Regions from separate parts of the Bombyx mori genome. Here region 2 is linked to region 1. A link is a contact called in public Hi-C data. All regions are on one chromosome and are shown on one strand. Each heading gives the region's core, a stretch centred on a gene start, on an enhancer-like site or on the middle of the called end of the contact. The rest is flanking DNA. Distances are from core to core; before and after follow the strand shown. Region 1 holds the start of LOC101742959 (neuroglian). Region 2 overlaps LOC101742959 (neuroglian).

Region 1 (7,391 bases), core at 572-3,071:
CCACCAGTAATCTGCCAGTAGCTTCGAGGATCTATTTTGGCGTCTTCTTGATTAGTGAGCAAAGTGACGAGGCTCAGCCTGAGAAAGTTTGCTAACATTTACCCTAATAAGCTTCGCTGAATCTATCACCAGATCGGAAGCGCAACCCATTGATAAGATCTGGTGAAAACTCAGTAGCTTAAATCGTAATAAGATCGCAATTTATAAAATTTCTTTTCATTATTTTAAACACCTAACGGTTATTTGAAAGACAGAGATCCATACGTACTTTAATTCGCTATTGCTAATTTAATTTTCATAAATTTAATATACAATGCTACATGTTTTAGCTAATATGTTAAAATAAATTGTTGCAAAGCTAATCAATAACTTACGCATTTTCAGGGCTAATCATTAACACATCAATTAATTTGAAATAAAAAAAATAGTTTGAAATTACTTATTGATGATTTATGGCAGGTTTATAAATAAAATAATTTTCAAAATTTCAAAAATATCATTTTAAATTCGCGCCCTTCTGACGTTGTCAAAAATATAGAATCAATGACAACGGATCACATAACATAATATAACTAAAAGTAGGTAGCAAAAAGAGGATGGCTTATGGAATGCCGTTATTCTTTTTTTTTATTTTTATTGCTTAGATGTGTGGACGAGCTCACAGCCCACCTGATGTTAAGTGGTTACTGGAGCCCATAGACATCTACAACGTAAATGCGCCACACACCTTGAGATATAGTTCTAAGGTCTCAGTATAGTCACAACGGCTGCCCCACCCTTCAAACCGAAACGCATTACTGCTTCACGGCAGAAATAGGCGGGGCGGTGGTACCTACCCGTGCGGACTCACAAGAGGTCCTACCACCGGTAATTACGCAAATTATAATTTTGCGGGTTTGATTTTTATTGCACGATGTTATTCTTTCACCGTGGAAGTCACTCGTGAACATTTGTTGAGTACGTATTTCATTAGAGAAATTGGTACCCGCCAGCGAGATTCGAACACCGGTGCATCGCTCGATACGAATGCACCGGACGTCTTATCTTTTAGGCCACGACGACTTCAAATTTGTTCTTAAGGTGCGTGCAGAGCAGCTTATGCGACATCTTCTTGAGTCTCTTTCGCCTCTTTCGCCCAACTTCCCGTTGACCGGTAGATAAGCTCACGGGCTCAACCTTAGAGAATTGCTAACACTGGTCCTAGCAAGAGTATTGCTTCTCTGAATCTACTACCGGATCGGAATCGCGACCCACTGAGAAGATCCGGCGAAAAATTCAGTGGTTTGTATCTATGGACTAGTTCACATGTTGAGCTCTTCGTCGTAGTCGACGAGTTCGACGAGGACTAATAATTTAAATATTAATCTTGCGAGGACGGTGACCGATGTTTGCAGAGCCTAAATGCACCGAGAGTGGATCCAGCGTATCCGACAAGACATGTTTTGGGCGACCGCGGCTTTGCTTTATTCCATCACCTGATTCGAATATGTAGTTAGCGGTGACCACGATAAGAAGGTTATCTTGTTCCGCCGCTTTTTCAAAGTAGAGAAGTGATATTTAAATGAAATACATAAAGGTGAGAAGATAGAACAAAACCCGAAAATGGTTTCTTCCAAAAATTCCATTATAGCTTAGTAGGTTCTCACCAATTTACTGTGAAATGTGTAGTAATTAAATTTCATTACGGGTATCGTTTACTGCTTTAACCTTCATAAAATAGAAGCTTGGAAGTATAGGCTGTGTTTCCTTTGCTTTGTCACGTATAAAATATCTACGATACCCTTTGCCTATACAGGCTGCAAAGCCGAATAAAAATATATTTATGGCGTTGGCTTAACAGTCATTGAACCGAACCGACGTTGAACCGTCAATTTCATCAATTTTTATGAACGAAGTACGAACGAACGAGAGTCGACAGCGAATCTCAGAGGCCCCGCCTTTACATTAATATTTTTAGTTTGTTAGTTTTCGCGATGTTATTGTATTAAAACAAGAAATCTAGGTAATAACGAATTTGTTAAGTAAAAACCGTTACTTTCTTATTTAAAACAAGCAAACTTTTCTTACTGGAATGTAATTATCGATTTGTCGCATACTGAAATAAATAGCTTAGTTTGTCGCGGCTTTAAGGCATTCTTTGCCGGTAATACTTTATCCAGAGAAAGATTTACGATATCTTTATAGTTTTAGTATGTTTAAAATGTTATTGTGTCACAAAACGTATGGGAATTGATTGAATTCCCGGCAACTATTTTTAGTGGGTGTTGTCATTGTAGTGTGTCTGTATTCTTTATTCGGATTAGGTCATCGAGTGCGGCGAACATGTGTGCTGGAGAAATGTGTTTTGCTATGTTTTAAAGTTGTTTATTTTGTTTCTTGTTAGATAAACGAGTTGTGAACGACGTAGTCCTCACAATGGATACGAGCAGAATTCTGTGTTTCATAGCGTTAGTCTCGCAGGCCGCTGCTTTATGTGAGTATTATATATTCGCATCTGTACATCTCTCAATCTAGTATAAATTTCCGTTAAAAATATTAGCAACATATATGTTTGCAGAATTTCGTGTGATATAGTCAATGTAACTTAGGTCCCTTTCACTGTCCTGTAGCTAGATTTCACAGTCTATTTAACACGAAGCCCTTTCCAACAACTATGCTCTTAGTTATTATTCTATATTCTAAATTAAAAGTCTGTTTTTAGGTATTTAATCATAGTAAATTGATTTTTAATAACAAATTTTACATATTTGAGTTTCCTTAAATAAAATAAAAACGTGTTCCAACAGAAGAGTAATAACAATATGAAATAATAGTTCAAGCACACTTTTATTTCTTATTGTGAAACAAGTCCCTGAATGAATGGAAATCCCTTCTGTTTCTGCTTGGAACTGGATCTATTACTAAACATTATATAATAAAGATATTATTTAATACATTACAATGAAAATAATTTCTAAATTGGTGTTCTAAGTTTCCTAATTACTTTATTATTGATTACCATTGAACATATCCTACATAAAGGCAGTATGTCTGTCTGTATGTATATTGTATGCTGTATGTACACTGGATATCTGATTAAATAAATAACAACAGTTTGAATCTTTTTAATATCAGATGGATTCACTTGTGTTATACACCAATTGAAGTAATTTTTTGTTAAGTTAAAAGAAAAAGATTGGAAAAGTTTTTAAAACTAATTATTATTTAAAAATATGAGTATAATATTGCACTTTTTAAATATCTACAGATAAAACATGATTAATTTACTGTATTATGTACGTTTTTTTAATTTTTCTAAATAAGTAAATTACATAGTTTTGTAAGTTTTATATTTACAACATCATCACTTTTTCGTGGTGTTATTTGTGATCGGTATATATTTGCTTAAAAAATCTACGTGACAGTGGATTTCAACTCCCACATAGTCTATATAAGTGATATACATTTCTATATAAGTGAGGACTGGTCATCACTCACCATCCAGCCTGGTGCTGCATTAGAAAGGAAAAAAGAAAAAAAACACCACATCTTCCCAGTCAAGCAAAAGTTTCAGTATCTAGAATCATGTAATGGTGTTAGCAATCTATAATACTAACTGAATGTAAATTTATCAAATAAATGAAGCTTTTCTTTTAAAAACTTGTGCTGTATATGCAAAAATTAAAGATTAACTTAAATATTTTGCCAACAGTAACATCTCCACCAAAAATCGTGAAGCAACCGACTCAGGAAGAAATCCTGTTCCAAGTGGCGCAACAGGGAGAAGTGGATAAACCTTTTATTATAGAGTGCGAGGCTGAAGGAGAACCAGCACCTAAGTACGCACATTTATTTTTATTTATTTTATAAAACTGTAGAACTCAATCTTTAGGAATTAAAATTTATCCCCTTTACTTAGGTGGTTTAAGGTTTTAAACTTTGTGTAGTTGCAATAGCACGTCAGCTGCCAAATTTCACATTCTATATGTGTGAACACTGTATCAAATTCATAGAAAGATACAGACTGAGTTAGTGATTATATTAACTACATCACTGACTTCAATAGCAGGTCAGCTGTTGATATGATCTGCAATGGCATATCTAGTTGGTTTTTTTTACACAATTATCATATCTAAATAATGATAGTAGATACCTTTCTCCACAGAACAAATTTTTCATCTAAGTAACCTAATATGTATAGCATTTATATTTATGCAGACTTGTATACGCATTATATACTTATTAGTTATACTATATCTATATTTTAAAATATTTGAAGCAAAAACTTTGTACCCCTTTTTACGAAAATTGCATGGAAAAAGAAGTATGAAATTTCTTACACTTATAGAGAAGAGAGAAGTACAGAATGCTAATATATTTTTTTATTTTTGCATTAAAAATAAAACACACACTCCCATCTATTTTACACACACGCATTTATACTCTTTTGTTTATTGATGAATTCTGTGGTCAATTTCAAAATAGATTAATATTATTGTCTTTAATATTATTTGTCTATTATGTAGTCTTGGAAAAAATCTGTGCTTATATAATAGAAGCTTAATAGTCTGACAATAGAACCATAATAATGTTCAAACTTATAATTTCAATTAATTTTAGTCTAATTTCTGGGGCTTAATTATAGTCTATAGACTACAGGGGAACCACTAGTTAAAGTAAAGGTATGATTTTCTTAATGTACTATCCATGTTTTTTGTAGCTTATTATACGTCAAGTACAGTGTGATCATTTTAGCGTTCCTTTACGTCACTGTAAAGAGGAAATTTCATAAACCTGGCCGCAACTTAGACATTCAAAGAGGTAAGAGGCTTGCAGGACAATATGCCACCGTTCTAACTAGCTCGGTTGCCTGTACAGTGCTAGGTTATAAAAATAAAAAAATAATTTTAATGTTGCATCTGGCTAGTGCTTATTTCAATAAAATAAAATCGAATGTCAAACGAAATAACTGTCGCCACCTCTAAATATGAATCTAAATAGGTAGTGTTCGTTCCGCCTTTTTGCACATAACTCTTGAACCGTTGCAACTTGTAAAATGAAAACAGAAATGCAATCATGCCATAAATCATTTCAAAAATTCAAATAAAAAATGACTCGCATAATTAATAAAAACCACATTAAAATATCTGGTTGTTATATTAATTTTACTTTTCATATACGGAATTAAATGAATTACGTTTCCTAAACTATGAAATACATAAATCAAAACATTAGATCTGAAAGATCATTTCAAACGAATATTTAACAGTCTCAAGCTAGCAATCCCATGCTCTATATGTGCCAGGGACACACTAAACAAGAATAAGTACACAGAATAACATTGAATATAATATATCGCCAATATAAAATATTAATTTCGACAATGAGTTGAACTCATACCCTGTTTACAATACCTAGTCTCATTAACCATGAGATCAACGAGACGGTCTGATCATGTTGGGTATATTAAGTAATACAATTTAATATTTTTCAAACTTTAAATATCTTTATTTTGTTTGATAAATAATTTTGAATTTGCCTTGTAGAAAGATTCGAAAATCTTAATGTACAAAGTATTCATAGACTTTGCAAAACATCGTTCTCGACAAATAATCCTTTTAGGCTCATAATTTAATCACTTCCCTGTCCTCAATGCAGGATAGCATTGTTGCGTCTTCCTTAGAGTCCTAGCCCGTCTGTCTAGACTACTTAGAAGTCTTCGCTTTACTCCTATATTTGTGACATTATGATTGCTGCCCGACAATTTTACAGCAGTGACATTAGCGGTAAACTTTTTTTATTTGCATACATCTTGAGGTCGATGTTTGTCGCCCTGGAAAATAGACATCTTATATTAAATGCCATTTGGTAATTAAATTTAAGTTCACACATAGGTACGCAAGTAGTGCCTTTTAGGTTTCCCTGGCCACACACAAAGCCTTATAACGAGTTTGTAATTAGAGAGCCGTAATTAAAAGTGAGAGCATGCGGTCCCTTCCAGTGCCACTCGTGGGATTGGCGACGGACGTGACCTGCGTTTCGCGTGTTTTAATTACTGTGGCCGTATTTATTATAGCGTAGAAATGAGCAGTCGTTTTCCATTTAGTTTCGTGAAGAACTTTAACAGGAAATGTAGGGATCGGATTTTTTTTCCTTAAACAAAAAATGCGCAGGGTGTTGGTAACATCCACATTGTATTCCTAGTGAGCGTATTGACGTACGGCGTACTAACATTATGTCATCCCGTTTTAAACATACGCATTATTCTTTTATTATGAATCTACTACCCAGTTGAAACGTATGGTGTCTGCATTCGACATTTCATTATTTGCCTCGTAAATCTCAAATTCCCAAATCGCTATTAAATAACAAGTGATGTAATTCTTTTTGGCAAATTCTCTGTCCTTGGTAATCTGCCAGCTGTCCCTCAGAACTGGAGCACTAAGCTAGGCTACAATTATTCAATACTAGGTTACAAATTGTAAATTATTACTTATTAGGTGATCATTATGGGACAATATTATGTTAATTTGTTGATGCTGCAATTGAAGAATAATTTCGAATGTAGTCGTATTTATTGTCGTAGAATATCTCTCGTCGTACATCCTTGCCTTCCTGAGTAGGAGTGGGCTCTGTAGATACCATAGCTTCCATGTAACATTCAGCCGAAAAGCGTTGCAGATTCTAAATGTTGAAATGAAGTCGGGTCTGATCTGATGTTGGACGGTTACCAGATTCCACAGACACCAAAGCGTGAATGCCGATCCTTGTCGGTCGAAACAAGAGGTAACCCCGAGCGGGCTGGTGAAACTGTTGATTTCCTTGCAGTATAATCAGATAGGCGCCGGGAGAGATCAGAATTCGCCTACCGAAATCTTACAATAAAAATACTACGAACATTCATGGAAAAGTGTAAATAAGATGTCGCTGCCAGCTGTCTGCTTTTGACGATTTCGTTTTTTTTTTTTTTTTCTTAGATGGGTGGACGAGCTCACAGCCCACCTGGTGTTAAGTGGTTACTGGAGCCCAAGGACATCTACGACGTAAATGCGCTACCCACCTTGAGATATAAGTTCCAAGCTCTCAAGTATAGTTACAACGGCTGCCCCACCCTTCAAACCGAAACGCATTACTGCTTCACGGCTGAAATAGGCGGGGTGGTGGCACCTACCCGCGCGGACTCACAAGAGGTCCTACCACCACCTTTACTTATTTTGTCACAATTATCTTAAAGTTTCTCAGAATTTATTTTTCGTTTAGTTAAAGTAAGTTGAGAATATTAAAGCACGGTTATAAAGGTGAGGTCGCGTAAGTAAGCCGCGATGAGTAAAACAGTTTCGTCATATTTATTATTGGCCTCTTATTGGACGCTGTATTGGGACTCTGACGTTTTTAAGGCGCGTTTGTACAGT
Region 2 (6,751 bases), core at 3,589-6,088, 37 kb after region 1:
GGACTGTACTGCAAGACTTGGTGATTTTTTATTTTATTTTAATAAATAATGGTCACATATTGTCTTTATTTGAGTTTCAACTTAACTAACAAATATATAAATTAACACCAAATCGTAATGTATATAAAAAAATATTACAGTTTTCACTGAATTGAGATTTCTCTCAGATTTCTTAAACGAATTTTCATTGAAATCCGGTCTCAAATGCTGTTTAACTTTTCCTATTGTCATTTATTTAGGACCTCATTTAATGACGATATTTTTACTAAGACTTTAATTTAGCCATGATGAATAGTAAGCTCACGCGTAGAACGGTGTTACCGTACAAATCCACCGTGTAACAACTGATTTGTCGCTCAACAATGAGCAATATACTGAAGGACATAATCACATTATTAGATAATCCAGTCATCTCATTTTTGTTTTGATTGATCGTAGACAAGTGTGCATTTGATATGAAAATAAAAAACCCAATAGCTAACCACGGTTCAGTTGAGAGTCTCCAAAATCTTTGTCTTATCCTTGCATGTTTCCAATGTCCAAACGATTCTCAATCAGTCCGTACAGATTAAATTGTTCCGTTACGACTGGTCGAACGGGCAAAACGAGTTCCTCGGCACTAGTTCGCCTCTATTGGGCACATCCTGACGCCGCGCCGCTTGCCCGGCTCACATTAGAACGCCCACATCAACAAAACGCACGAAATTTGTACGTCCCTATTACGTTATGATTTGATTCTTGCCTTGATTGGAATTAATCTATGCGGGTCAAAGTTGAAGCTACAATTTTTTTTAAATATCAGATTTTATCATTCTTAACGTTACAGTGTAGGAAGCTATATAAATACAGGCTTACGATTACTACTTTCGAGAAAATAAGTCCTGATAACAATATTGTTGCCGAAACAGAAATTGAAGTAGGTAGTAGACAGTAAAAGTTTTATAACGATTTTGTAGTGTTTTTTTCTAAAAAAAATTACCTTTGTAAAGTTCAAAGATCAAAGAAATATTCGTGATACTAATCTGTATATATCGATTTATAAACATACGATTAGTAATTGGTGTAGGAAAAAGGGGACTTGTTGACGAAGCGGCAATAAATGGTCACCACCATTTTAAACTATGTGGTATTTTCTGTGGCAATCAAGATGCATGAGAACTTTATCGCGATGTGTGTTCGTTAACTACGTTAATTTCCCTTAGCTTATATAGAAATTCGCTATATTTAATCAGTTCATATGAAAGACATGAATAATGCATAAATAGACAAATTTGAGCACGTCGCATGACTTCGAAGGCAGATGAGCTTAAGGCCTATGACAGGTCAGGCCAGGAGTTATCGTGGCTAATGGCCATCTAGAATCTTAGAGATACAACCGAGGCCCTTTATTTACAAACCCCGCTTGAAGAAGAACATGTCAGCACTAAGGGAACAAAGTACTATAGGTTTAAAAATTAGATTATAAATGGTAAAAATGATTGCGGTAAGAAGACTATTGAAGTTGGTACAATGCTAAGAAAGATGATATGTGTTTACATCATACATATAATTTCTCAGAACGCTGAGTTTGTGTTTTTATATATCTCAATTTCATGATGACAAAAGAATCATAACTTTCATTGTCTGTGTGTGTGTTTGTGTCCGCACATTTGATGTATTAATTTATTATTTGAACTTGCAGCCATTCCCCCTGAAATCAAGGAGGGTCCCATGAACCTGACCAACGTGGACGGCTCCGAGGCTGTGCTCAAGTGCAGAGTCTTTGGAGCACCGAAACCTATCGTTAAATGGATGAAGGACAACGTCGACGTCACAGGAGGGAAGTAAGTAATCTTCGCACGCGTTTGCAGAGGAGAAACGCGACGCGTGATCATGGTGCTTCCGACCCGCCACTATGCAGTAGTGAAATAATAAGGTGTTTGAAGAATACCACTTTTTACTGGTGGTAGGACCTCTTGTGAGTCCGCGCGGGTAGGTACCACCACCCTACCTATTTCTGCCGTGAAGCAATAATGCGTTTCGGTTTGAAGGGTGAGGCAGCCGCTGTAACTATACTTGATACCTTAGAACTTATATCTCAAGGTGGGTCTCGCATTTACGTCGTAGATGTCTATGGGCTCCAGTAACGACTTAACACCAGGTGAGCTGTGAGCTCGTCCACCCATCTAAGTAATAAAAAAAAATTATTGAAATCGTCAAAAGCAGACAGCGTTGCTGGCAGCGATATCTTATTTACACTTTTCCATGAATGTTGGTAGTATTTTTATTGTAAGATTTCCGTAGGCGAATTCTGATCTCTCCCGGCGCCTTGATTATACTGCAAGGTAATCAACAGTTCCGCCAGCCCGCCCGGGGTTACCTCTTGTTGCGACCGACAAGGATCGAAATTCAGGCTTTGGTGTCTATGGGATCTGGTAACCGTCCAACATCAGATCAGACCCGACTTCATTTCAACATTTAGAATCTGCAACGCTTTTCGGCTGAATGGTACATGGAAGCTATGGTATCTACAGAGCCCACTCCTACTCAGGAAGGCAAGGAAGTACGACGATATACGAGATATTCCACAACAATAAATACAACATACAAGCTACGACTAGTTTCGAAATTATTCTTCAATTGCAGCATTAACACATATATTTTATATTTCGTCACTTACCATACGTAATGAGACCGGTGTCTTTGTTATTTTATTGTGTAACAGAAAATGTTTACCAACAAAACCGAACATTTGCAACTAAATCAGGGCTTGATATAGTATCAAATCAATAATACATCCTTAAATATTGTCACTCGATTTAAATTCTATAATCATTTTCGACCCGTTTTCCCTTTAAAGAGTTTAATTCGTATCTGACCTTTACCGAGACCTTTCCCGGCTTTTATATTTAGTCGGCATTCTGTTACTTCGCCGGAGTGTTGTGGGTCATTTTGATTGAAACGAATTTTGTATTGGGCGCTCCGTTATGTCACACTTGCGAGACAAAGAAAACATGTCGCTGCCAGAGCATTCATAATGTTGCATTGTCCTATATTTATTTTATAATGAACTTGACATTAGTAAGTTCTATTGCTTCACAGTTGTACTGATAGTCTCGTATTGACATGGATAATAGCGATGGTTTCGTTTAATACCAAGATAACAATTTATTTTGCTGAATTACTCTTAATTTACTATGCTAAACTCAATGCTGACATATAGAGAATTATGTTGATGAGGACTCTGGAGAAACTCAATTGAATGTCATCCTCCGCAATTATAGGTTACTAGCGACCCGCCCTCGTTTCGCTTCGAAACTGTAGTTTATTATTGATTTCTCCACTATTTAATGGATGTTATTATACATATAAACCTTCCTCTTCAATCACTCTATCTAATAAAAAAAACTGCATCAAAATCCGTTGCGTAGTTTTAAAGATTTAAGCATTCTTAGGGACAGACAGATATAGGGACAGAGAAAGCTACTTTGTTTTATACTATGTAGTGATAGCAAATTCCCTGCGAGCTCGCGACTCCCAGCCACTAGAAATAAGTTCCACTTCTTCATCAAAATCCTAGTTTAAACATAATTTCCAATGAACAGATACAACATAACGGCGGAGGGCGACCTCGTGATCCGCGACGTGTCGTTCACTGACGTGGGCACGTACCAGTGCTACGCCAAGAACAAGTTCGGCGAGACCTCCGCCTACGGATCGCTGGTGGTCAAGAGTAAGGACACGTGCCCTCCAATTGAACCTCCACCATACACTCGTAGTCGCGGCCCGCTCACGCACGGTCGAGGAACGAATATTGTCGACAAGTGCTATTAGTGGTGAATTAGCTAATAAGTAGCCAACCACTATCGAACACCGCCGCGGACCCGGGCCTTCGAAGTGTTATTCAAGAATTCTGGACTCTTGTAGTAACTTTGTTAAACACTAATTCAGTATCCTCACATTTATCGTCTGTTGATATTTCACGTAAAGTGTTCACTGTTAAGAAATACTCTTAAATAACACCACTCAAACCGATTTGAATTGTGTTCTCGACGTGGCGCGAGGTGTCCGCCCCCGCGCCCGCTCGCCGCTCACTGCGACCACGGAGCGCCAAGTAACGGTTGTACGTTTGGACCGCAGAGCACACGGTGATCACGGACAAGCCGGAGCACTACGAGGTGGCGGCGGGCTCGTCGGCCACGTTCCGCTGCAACGCCAACGCGGACGACTCGCTGCCGCTGCAAATCATCTGGCTCAACGACGGCCAGCAGATCGACTTCGAGAGCCAGCCGCGCTTCCGCATGACCAACGACTACTCGCTGCTCATCTCCGACACCAGCGAGCTCGACTCCGGCCAGTACACCTGCATCGCCAGGACGCCCGTCGACGAGGCGCGCGCCCAGGCCACGCTCACCGTCCAAGGTTCGACCCGCCCTCACTACAGATACAAACGAAAGGACTTGTTTTAGCTTAGCTTAGCGCCGTTCAGGTTTGGCACTCAATAATATGCAAAAACGGTTTTAATATCCGACTCTTCAAACCGGGACTCAGTCTGATCTGAAATTCATTATTGAGGGTGTGGAGCTTGGTATTTGAGTGTGAGTGTGTGTGCAGACAAGCCGAACCCGCCGGTGCTGACGGGCGCGGAGTGCGGCGCGCGCACGGCCACGGTGCGGTGGCGGGCGGCGGGCGACAACCGCGCGCCCATCCTGCGCTACTCGCTGCACTACAACACCAGCTTCACGCCGCACGTGTGGGCCGTCGCCGCCGCCGCCGTGCCGCCAGTAGACTCCGCCTGGACCGCCGCGCTCAGCCCCTGGGCCAACTACACCTTCCGGTCAGTCCCGCCGCCGCCACCACCACCACACACCTACATAATATACACATAGCTAAACATTACAACGTTCTACCGACAGCGTGGTGGCGCACAACAAGATCGGCCCGTCAGCGCCCTCGGGCCACTCCGACGTGTGCACCACGCAGCCCGACGTGCCCTACAAGAACCCCGACAACGTGAAGGGCGAGGGCACCGACCCCACCAACATGCTCATATCGTGGACGGTAACGCTCTCCACCACACACAGTACATTGCTAACGCGACAATGCAGATTGTCGTAAGAGTGGACCTGCGCCAATCTGTTTCAACCGTCTCATTATATCCGTCAGAAAATGCCTCAAATCGAACACAACGGCCCCGGGTTCTACTATCTGGTGTCGTGGCGCCGGAACATCACGGGACAACCCTGGGAAGAGCACCAGGTCCGGGACTGGCAGCAAACCGAACACCTGGTGACCAACACCCCCACCTTCCAGCCCTACAAGATCAAGGTGCGTACGCTGCTTGCAATAACATATATTTAGTTTTAGTCTGATATAATTTTTTTAATTAAGCTTTCACAAGTTTCTTCGAAATCGATAGGGGCTCATATTTACTTGCACGTGGAGCTTTTTTAAATTCGTAATCTAAAACGAAATTCAAAATTTTAAACACATTTACATAACAATACAAAAACTATCCTAAGTCGCACGTCTGTGGCGGCAGGAACCGACGATAAACTCGCACTTTTCTATATAGAACTTATGTTTTGTTGTTAAAACAATGATTTAAAAGGATCTGCATGATTTGTAGGTGACGGCGGTGAACTTCAAAGGAACATCGAACGTGACTCCCATTGAAGTGATCGGCTGGTCCGGAGAGGACCGACCCACTCAGGCTCCGGGCAACCTCAGCCTGTCCCAGGTGACGTCCGGCACCAGCGCCGTGCTCAGCTGGACTCCCGTGGCGCCGGAGTCACTGCGGGGGCACTTCAAAGGATACAAAATCCAGACCTGGACCGACGCCGAGGAGGACCGGCTCAAGGAGATCTTTGTGGAGTCCGACGCGACCAGCGCCCTCGTCAACAAGTTCAAGCCCTTCAAGAAGAACAACGTGCGCATCCTCGCCTACAACGGCCGCTTCAACGGGCCCGCCAGCGACACCCTCAGCTTCGTCACCCCCGAGGGACAGCCCTCCACCGTTCGCTCCTTCGAGGCCTACCCTATCGGCTCCTCCGCCATGCTGCTCAAGTGGGAGAAGCCCATGGAGGAGAACGGCGTCCTCACCGGCTACAAGATCTACTACAGCAAGGTGATCGCCACGGCCGTGGAGACTCCGAAGGAGCGCAAGAAGGAGATCGACCCCAAGTTCGACCGCGCCAAGCTCGCCGGCCTCGAGCCCAACACCAAGTACAGGATCGAGATCCGCGCCAAGACCAAGGCCGGCGAGGGCAAGGGCTACTACGTGGAGCAGTCCACCAACAACGTGCTCACCGCGCAGCCCGACGTGCCCGCCTTCGAGACCGAGACGCTGCCCGGGAAGGAGGGCACGGCCCACGTCATAGTCCGCTGGATCCCCTCGCTCGACGGACACGCGGGGACGCACTTCGTGGCCTGGTACCGGCTCAAGGGGCACCCCGACTGGCAGCGGACCAACGACATCACCGAGGACGACTTCGTGATCCTGACGGGGCTGGAGCCCGGCCAGCTGTACGAGGTCAAGGTCACGGTGCACGACGGCCACTACTTCAGCACCAGCGAGCTGCGGACGGTCGACACCTCCATAGGTGAGTTGCATTCGGCGCACGACGCACCTTTGCACAAAAGGCGTTTTATCGAAATAGTCATATTCTTATTAATTAATCTCTCCACGCTCAAAGAAAACAATTAACAGATACGTGATTTAAAAATTGGAAAATCTATATATATAAAAATGAATTGCCGTTCATTAGTCTCG

What was found. A called contact is a pair of places that touch in the nucleus more often than the background predicts.
Region 2: a contact with region 1 is called in a Hi-C map of whole pupa, with 2.2 times the contacts expected there. The contact joins the enhancer-like site here to the promoter of LOC101742959 in region 1. A contact is called at or near these places in 2 of 7 Hi-C or Micro-C datasets (both in whole pupa).

The regions. Positions count from the first base shown.
Region 1 is chr5:18,532,411-18,539,801 of ASM3026992v2, forward strand. It overlaps LOC101742959 (neuroglian), which reads left to right and starts at 1,822. Exons shown (of 16, transcript XM_038010863.2): 1 at 1,822-2,002; 2 at 2,384-2,473; 3 at 3,692-3,818. The coding sequence starts at 2,416. LOC101738294 reads right to left here and starts at 545. Exons shown (of 2, transcript XM_004923816.3): 1 at 375-545. The coding sequence starts at 378.
Region 2 is chr5:18,565,948-18,572,698 of ASM3026992v2, forward strand. It overlaps LOC101742959 (neuroglian), which reads left to right. Exons shown (of 16, transcript XM_038010863.2): 7 at 1,682-1,823; 8 at 3,585-3,712; 9 at 4,120-4,401; 10 at 4,594-4,816; 11 at 4,896-5,040; 12 at 5,146-5,307; 13 at 5,609-6,581. Among protein-coding and RNA genes, the nearest start is that of LOC692919, 14 kb to the right of the region's middle. Within about 2 kb of position 4,839, at least 3 of the 8 cell types and tissues checked have open chromatin away from gene starts, as enhancers often do.